2 separate regions of the Mus musculus genome follow, and region 2 is linked to region 1. The links are chromatin contacts, called in public Hi-C maps. All regions are on one chromosome and are shown on one strand. Each heading gives the region's core, a stretch centred on a gene start, on an enhancer-like site or on the middle of the called end of the contact. The rest is flanking DNA. Distances are from core to core; before and after follow the strand shown. Region 1 has its middle 4.5 kb from the start of Gm31129. Region 2 has its middle 12 kb from the start of Gm31314.

The links. Hi-C and Micro-C count contacts between places; a contact is called where the count stands out from the background.
Region 2: a Hi-C map of the N1E-115 cell line shows a contact between it and region 1, with 6 times the contacts expected there. The contact joins two enhancer-like sites. A contact is called at or near these places in 3 of 484 Hi-C or Micro-C datasets (the HPC-7 cell line, the N1E-115 cell line and uterus) and 1 of 9 other capture datasets (embryonic stem cells).

Annotation. Positions count from the first base shown.
Region 1 is chr5:119,135,928-119,140,358 of GRCm38.p6, reverse strand. No RefSeq gene overlaps it. Among named protein-coding and RNA genes, the nearest start is that of Gm31129, 4.5 kb to the right of the region's middle. Within about 2 kb of position 2,273, at least 14 of the 459 cell types and tissues checked have an H3K27ac peak or open chromatin away from gene starts, as enhancers often do. A contact at or near this core is called in the N1E-115 cell line, where this site is marked.
Region 2 is chr5:119,537,914-119,542,344 of GRCm38.p6, reverse strand. No RefSeq gene overlaps it. Among named protein-coding and RNA genes, the nearest start is that of Gm31314, 12 kb to the right of the region's middle. Within about 2 kb of position 1,779, at least 1 of the 459 cell types and tissues checked has an H3K27ac peak or open chromatin away from gene starts, as enhancers often do. A contact at or near this core is called in the N1E-115 cell line, where this site is marked.

The DNA.
Region 1 (4,431 bases), core at 1,024-3,523:
TGGGCTCCCTGCGGTTGAACTGGAATTCAGACTAAATCCTGTTGTCAAGTTACTTTATCTGCTGAGCCTTCTCATCAGCTCGCTGGCCTTTGGGAGTTCTAGAGCTAAATCCAGGACACCACCAGCACAGCTCCAGCATCTAAGAACCGTGGGTTCCTGCTGAGGATAGGGGGTCCCTCTGCCCTATCTCTTTCACATGGTGGATTCACACCTTCCGTAGGTCATTTCACCTCTGTGAGCCTTGGTTTTCTCATCTCTCATATGGGCCCAAGGAAGCAAGCTTAGTCTCGTCCTTGGGTTGGTATGAGGTAAGAAGATTGAATGACAGGAACCAGGCGTGGGAAATTCTTGGCCACACGCCCGGTGTTTGATCTGTCTTTGGAGTTGATGACACTCCCTTTCTTTCTTTCTTTCTTTCTTTCTTTCTTTCTTTCTTTCTTTCTGTCTGTCTGTCTGTCTGTCTGTCTGTCTGTCTGTTTTTGATTAAAAAAATTTTTTGAGACAGGGTCTCAAATACCCCAGGATATCCTTTAACTCATTTCATAGCCTAGAATGACCTTGGACTTGTTTCCACCTCCCCAGAGCTGTGGTTACAGGTGTGCGCACTGCTCCTATTTTATAGGACGCTGGGGATCCAACACAGGCCCTTCGGTGCACGTTGGGCAGTCACTCTACCAGCTGAGCCATGTCTCCCAGCCCCTCCTTTGATGTAAATGTTTGGGATAGAGCCCCAGGCAACAGAAAGAAGTCTCACAGAGGGGCAACAAGGCTGAAAAACTCCTGCTGAGGATAGGGGTGCCCTCTGCCCTGCACAGGCAAGTGGCTTTCATATGCACAGAGCCAGGAAGTGCACGTGGCTCTCAGCTGTTTGTCAATGGCGTGAACTGGGAATGGTGCAGCACCGCTTAGCCCACCCCCAGGAGTCTCTGATCCACCCCAAGGGAGGAAAGGCAGGAGGTGAGGGGGACATGATAAGAAGAAGGTTGGCAGGGAGCATCGATTCTGATGTTTTCAAAGCTCTCCTCTCCTACAGGAACCAAACTTTAATAACCAGATCCAAGGAGTGAAAGAGAAAGAAACCAGACCATCAAACCCTCCCTGATGAGCAGGCCATGCCTCAGAGAGCTCCAGGGCTGGCTTTGAAACTGTGTGAGTTTAACCCGCAGCAGACACACTTGGCTTCCCCCACTCCACCCCACCCCCGACCCCATTCCCACCTCAGGGGAAGTCAGAAAAAAAAGGCAGAAACTAAAGAGAGATTCTTCTGAGAACAAAGAAACCCATCAGAAGGGGCACCATCTTCACAAAGGTTCAAGGTCCTCCTCAGGTTGCTGGTGGGGAAGGTCACAGATATGTTTCTGAGAAGTGTTAGGAGCTGTCATTCCTATATCCCATTCTAGCTAACCCTCTCCTCCGCCCCCCCAGACCCCCCCAAAAAAAACCCACGATCAATCTACAACTCAGAGAGGTTGCTTAACTGATCCCAGAACACACAGCTGGTAAATGCTGCAGCCCCAACCCTGAACCCAGCCTGATCACAAACAAATCTTCCATCTCATTCTTGCCGCCGCCCCACCCCCCCCTCCCCGAGCTATACAACGGCAAGAGGAGAGAGGACGGCGATTGGGAACCACAGAGAAGGTTATCACACTATGCACAGCCTAAAGCAAGCTTTCTCAGCCTCTATCAGCATCTGGGCTGGGCTGAGTGCCTCCTTGCCATGGGAAGGTTCCCTGTGCCTTCTAGGACGGTCGGCAAGCATTTCTGGCTTGTCTCCGTCAGATGCCAACACCACCTTCCTGTCTCCAGTGTGACATCCAGAAATGTCTGAGGACGTTGCCAAACGTCTCCCGGGAGAAAGCCGTCCGGCCTGTCAAAGGCCCCTTGATGCGGAGGAAGGCATAAGGAACAGTTATAACCGAGAATTGAAAATCAGTTAAGTACCACGCAGAAGGCCTCTGGTCTCCTTTAATCTCATTTAATCCTCCATGAGAACACTGCGAGGTGGACGTTTTATAGACGGGACATGCAAGGAATCAGAGAGCTGAAGTCACTTAAAGTTCACACAGCCAGCTTGCAGCAGAGCCAGGGGTTTGAACCTGAACCTGCATCTATAAACTCTTTTCCCTAGGGGCCACTGAGAGAGGGGAAACAAAAGACAGAAAAGTGGGCGGACCAAGAAAAAAAAAAAGAAAGAAAGAAACCTAGCAACGCAGTGCAAGATGGGAGCTAAGGAGTCCGGAAATGGAGGCTGGTCCATCATGGGTCCTCGCAATGCTATGCCGACTAGAGGCATGCCTGAAGGATGCTGTTACCTCTGGTGTCCCAGTTCTTGCCTCTGCCCCCTAACTCATCCCTCTGCCTTTGCAAATGGCCCGCACCTGTGTCTACCCTGACTTCCTGTCTCCCTTTCGCATCTCATAAGGAAAGAGGTCTATTTCAAATGCTGCGTGATTTATGGAGGAAAGCCTCTTGCCCCGGCCATCCATCTCTCTTCACAGGGACACACATGCCGAGGAGTACCTATCCCAGGAGTGACCCACATTTATTTTCTGCCAGGAGCCAAGACCCCGGGGGGATTCAAGAATCGTCCCTAAATTACAAGAGAGTCCGGGGGAGACCTCTCCCCCCCCCAGCACCCCGCCCCCAGCCTGAGCCTCCCTCTAAATCACCTTTTAGCGTCTGGGCTGCTGTGAACTGCACGTGTGCAGACAGAGGTGAGCCCCAACCCTGCGGGCAGGAGAGAGACACCAATGGCCAAGAACTTGAAGTAGGGCTGTGCTTCGAACTGACCATGACCCCCATGCTTCCTGCAGCCTTCCCTTGACGTTTCCTGGCGGATACCTTGATAGCAGAAAGCATATTTCTCTCTGAATCTCTTTCTTCGGTCCCTCCACCACCACCACCCCCTCCAGTCTTCGCATTTGTTCTTAATCGCTCTGGGGGTGAAGGCTCCCTTTGAAAATCTGATGAAAGCTATGGGCTCCTCCCTTCATTAAATAAATGATTGTTTACTCCTGTTAAAGCCTTCCCAAATGGAACGACCGGTTTATGGTGGATTTTCTAGGAAGATAAAGGGCTTTCTCCTCCTGTCATATAAAAAAATGTTAATGCCTCCACTCTTTTTCTTTTTAACATTTACTGGTGTGCGATACGCATATGGAAAAGTACACAAATCATAGGCGCTCGACTTAATGAATTTTCCTAAACTGGACAGACCAGTACAGCCTGCACACAGATCGAGAGAGCACTGCTGTGTCTAGAAGCTTCTATTGGCATCCCCTGAGACTGCTTCATCACCCAGTGTAGCCAGGAGCTTGCCCTACACCACCTAGCTGCCTTCTGCTTGGTTTTGCTTGTGACTTAAGTTATGCATAGCTCTTTGCATCCAACATTTCGCTGGGTTCTTGCCCCACAACCACAGAGTGCGCAGCCTAGAAGCAGCCTGCGATTTTCCATGAACACTCCATTACTTTCATTTTTACAGAGTTGGATTTGTGTTGATCTGCATTGTGGTTGGAACGTTCCATGTGTGGATAAGGGTTTGAGATAGAGTCTTATGTAGCCCAGGCTGACTTCCAGCTCTCTTGGTAGCCAAGGATGACCTTAAACTGCGGACCATCCTTCCTCTACCTCCTAAGTGCTGGGATGACAGACAGGCAATACTACTCCTCAGTTAATGTGGCTCTGGGGAATCAAACCCAGGGCACTTGCATACTCAGCAAGCACTCTACCAACTGAGCTATACCCCCAGTTTAGTGTGTGTGTGTGTGTGTGTGTGTGTGTGTGTGTGTGTGCGTGCGCGCGTGCGCGCGCGCGCGTGTGCACGTGTGCACAGTCAGCATATGTATGTGTCCCTGTGTCTGTGTGCACATGTGTGTGCACATACATGGATCTGTGCATGAATGTATGTATGTGTGTGTGCATGCATGCCTTCATGCATGAGTTGTGTATGTCAGTGCATGTGTGTATGGCTTCATGTACTTGTGTGTGCATGCATGTCTCTGTGTGTGCATGCATGTCTGTGTGTGTGCATGTCCGAGTGTGTGCATGCCTATGCATGTGTGTGTGTATGCATGTCTTCATGCATGAGTGTGTCTGTGCACATGTACATCTGTGTGTGTGTGTGTGTGGCTTCATGCACTTGTGTGTGCATGCATGTCTGTGTGTATGCATGTATGTGTATATGTGTGCATGCCTGTGCATGTGTGTGTGTATGCATGTCTTCATGCATGAGTGTGTCTGTGCACATGTATATCTTATATCTATGTGTGTATGGCTTCAGGAACTTGTGTATGCATGCATGTCTGTGTGAGTGCATACAAGTGTTCATGCATGTAAACGCATGAAAGTGGACGTGCATTACTTGGTAAGTTCTTGTTAGAAAACGTTCATATTTTCAAGGAGGAAATCTCCGGCTTCTTTCTTTGC
Region 2 (4,431 bases), core at 530-3,029, 400 kb before region 1:
GTCCCATCTGTGGCTAAGCACCAACAGTCACTTGCCTTCAGCGTTTTGACCAGTGGTGAAGTCATTTTGACAGTCTTTGCATTGACTGATATTCGCGCTGAAGAAGCGGCTTCTCCTGACCAAGGTCGGGCGCAGTTCTAATCAGTGGGGAATGGATATAGATGTTTAGAATGTAATTAGACAGTTTGACATCACGCCTTTTTGAGCGAAATAACATTAGCAAGTCCATCCCAAGGACCTGTGACCTTTTGGTCAGGTTACAGTACCTGTCAGGAATAGCCACCTGTGGATCAGGGCACGGACACCACCAGAGAGTGCTTGGTCTCTCCCTTCACACCCAGGCCACCATTACACCATCGGGTACATCCTTGCCTGACAGGTCCACATTGCCTCCTGCAGCATCCAGCACTGAGTAGGACCGCTTACGGATAGGTTTGGTCTCCAGCGGACTGCTGCTTAGCACATTCCAGTGGTATCAAAGTCAGGCATCAGGGAGGATGCTTCTAGGTCAGTTCCACCATGGTTTCTCTCATGAAACCCAAGCATACGGTGTCTTCAGCAATAGCTATGGTGAACTACCAAGGGCAATGGCTGTCTCCTGTGCTGTTTGTAGGGACTCTAGGTCTTTTAGGGAGCCTTGGAGCTCCCATCTCATAGGTGTCATTTCTCTATGGATTACTCCGTGGTTTGCTGTGATAAATTAGAATGTGCACATAACAAATACTGGATTCTATAAGTGAAAATGAATATCAGAAGCTTAATAGAAAAATGTTATTTGCATTTCCGAAAGGTAGCTCTCTCCCTCTCTCTCTGTCTCTCTCTCTCTGTCTGAGATAGGTTCTCCCTAGGTAGCCCTGGATGGCTTGGAAGTCCCTATGTGGACTAGTCCGGCCTCAAACTCACAGAGTTCCAATTGCCTCTGACTTCCATGTGCTGGCCTTAAAGGCATGTTCTATCACACTTTGCCTATTTTTTTAAAATATATTTTATTGCCTTTGTACACTAAAATATAAAATTTTACTTTGTAGCCAAGGATGACCTTGAATGTCTGATCCTCCTGTCTTTGCCTCCTGAGTGCTGGGATTACAGGGTCTGGCCACCCTGCCTAGTATCTGTGGTGCTGAAGATATAATTCAGGGCTTTGTGCATGCTAGGCAAGTACTTTACCAACTGAGCTATAACCTCTTCCCCCACCTTTTGCTGATGTTGTTTGAGTTTCTCCTGCCTCTGTTTCCCAAGCACTGAGATTACAGCTGAGTACCCTACCTGGGCTTGGACAAATCTGCCGTTCATGCAGCCAGGGGCATCTGGAGGCTAAAGACCACATCCTTTCCTATACTTTCCACAGATGAATATCGGTGATTATAAAAATGTCCTATTCCTTGGTTGGAAGGAAAGATAACTCACAATTATTGCTTTTAAAAAGCACATCTCTTAAACTATATAATTTTCATACAGTAAAAAAAAAAAAAAAAAAAAACCAAAACAACATTTACCCTTTTAAGGATGTGGTCTGATGGCCTTTGCACACGTTCATCCCTCCAACCAGGAGGACATTGCAGCCACTCACAAAGCCTCCTCTGTCCACCTCAGGAGCCCATCTCTCCCTCTCCTATCGTCCACCCGGAAACCACCGATCTGCTCTCTTGGTTCTTTCAGAGCTGATGTTTTCAGGATGTCACAAGAATGGAAATTCTACGAGGCGACCATCTGCACCTGGCTTCTCTCACTTGGAGTAATAAATGCTTTGAGATTCATCTGCATTCTGCAAGTCCCTCCGTTTGATTTTTTTTATTACTGTGTAATACTCCATTATATAAACACAGCACAGTGAGTGTCTGCAGCCAGCAGGTAATAGGCATTTGGGTTGTTTCCATAAGCCAGGGTGTTATAAATAATGATGATATAAATACTCAGACTCTTGTGAGGACACACATCTTTATTTCTACTGGAATTTCCGGGTTAAACTATCCATGTTTAATTAACATTATGAAAAGTGGCAAATGTTTCTCTTAAGTGTCCTAACATTGTCTTCTGAGGAACTGGCCATAGTGGAACCTCTTACCTAGATGACCTCATTTCAACAGGGTCATCTCTTTATGTCTCCAAATGAGGGGACAAGCTCTGGGTGCTGAGAGTCAGGACTGGAGCATGCAGATTGTCATAGAGGGAGACATGGTTTGCCTTGTCCTCCATCTGGACAGAATTCGAGGGATTCCATCTCTCTAACATCTTTGCGCTCTCTGGCTGTGATAGGTCTGTTTACTCCTGGTCTTTCTGGCAGTCTGAAGAACTCACTGTGTTTCTATGAACTCACTTTTATGACTCTGGGACTTTGTGAGTTCACACATCCTTATCGCTAAGAAAATCCAAGGTTGTTGTCCAGTCTACATAGTGACTGTGCCAGCCATCGCTAAAGACCGTATGACTGTGGAAGAGTCCAGGAAGGTCGGGATGGAGCTGTGCCCCCTGCACAATGCCCTTTGCCAAGCTGGTGATGTGTTTGCTTAAACAGTTGAGGAGTGCTGGGTCTGCTTGAACCACGTGCAGCAACCACTCGGGGAGACTGAGAACTCCTGCTTTCTCAAGAGCCGGGGGAGGACTATGGGAAGCAGCAATAAAGCAATATAGGATGGGGAGGGAAAAGAGCCAGTATATGGACAAGAGCTACCTTTCATAGGGGAAGAGATGGGGGTGACTACCTGTTGGGCTTTGTGATCCAGGCAGCTTCACCTAGCACAGGTGAGGTTGGAGATAAAATTGGATATTTCCCCCCAAGATACAACATAGAAGAAGAAGCAAGATGATAGGCCTGTTAGTAATTCTTTTCCCAATCTTTATATCTATCTATCTATATAGTATTTATTCTACTATCTGTCTGGCTATCTGTCTACCTATCTATCTATCTATCTATCTATCTATCTATCTATCTATCTATCTATCTATTATCTACCTATCTATCAAGCAATCATCTTTCACTTGTCTATCTTATCTATTTATCTATTATCTATCTATATACCCGCCTATCTATTATCTATCTATCTATCTATCTATCTATCTATCTATCTATCATCTATCATCTGTTTATCTTATCTATTTATCTGTCTATTATCTATCTGCATACCTATCTACCTGTCTATTATCTATCTATCCACTTATGTATTATCTATCTATCTATCTATCTATCTATCTATCTATCTATCTATCATCTGTCTGTCTATATAGCATTTATCTATCTATTATCCATCTCTCTGTTTGTCTATGTATTATCTATCTACCTATCATCTGTCTATCTGTCTATCTACCTACCTACTTCCCTACCTATCATCTATCTTGCAACGAGACCTCTTGTTCTCAGTAGCTGCCTGCATTTCAGACTCAGTGCACAAGAATCCCATCCCTCTCCTCCCCCTCCTCCAGCTGACCCTAAAGCAAAGCCCACAAAAGTGACTCTGACAGCCGTAGAGTGATATTGCAATTGATTGGCCTGCCGTGATGGCGTGAGCGCATTTTGTCGTTAGCGAAGAGACTGAAAGGGGCCAGCTAATAGAATGATCTGGCCTACAAGACAGGCCTAGGCTGATGAACAATCCGACACAAATGTCAATAACAATTGGATTGTCTGTAAACTACAGTCACTTAGGGCCCCCGGAGCCTGTCCACAGAGCTGGGACCGAAATCCTCAGTGCTGTGAACGCCAAATCAGGTTTGGCATCGGGAATGAAAAGCCATCAGACGTAATAGTGTTAGGAGGCTGTTGGTCAAAGAAGCAAAGAGGGCTGTGAATAATTCTTGCGTTATGTGTGTCACAGAGCAGGGATGGTCACAGGAAAGAGAGATGAGAGGAAAGAAAGGGGTGGGGGCTTCAGAGCCCCAGGTTCACAGGAGGAGGGTACAACCAGGGAGGCGGGCTATGAGGCTCTGAGTCTTGGCTCTGTCATGCCTACACTGTGTGACTTTGGACAACTGTCCTCTCTGTGTCTTCATTTCCCCTGGACTCAAAAAGAAGTTCACGTGACGTTACAGAGCTGTGTGCTAAGTCCTCCCAGAAAATGCTGAGAATTAGAGACTTGTTGGTAGGCCTTCAAGCTAGTTACTGAATGGCTGCTGTGGCCTTGAAGTCTAGAAAAGGGCAGGCGAGATGGCTCAGGGCACATGTAGTGAAAGAAGAGAAGGGAATCCCATAAATTGCCCTCTGACCTTCATGTGTGGGCCATGCCACCCACAGGAACACATACACAAAGTAAATACATAATACATACAATAAAAAGCTTTTAAATGCAGACACCACAAGATAATGTAATTAATTTTGATTGATCGGATCTGGGATAAGCTAAGACTCAGGTCCCTGGACCAGTTTGCAAGAATGTTTCTGGGAAGGGTCAACTGAGGGGAAGATCTCTCCGCCCCCCCCCCCCCCGGCAGCCCAGA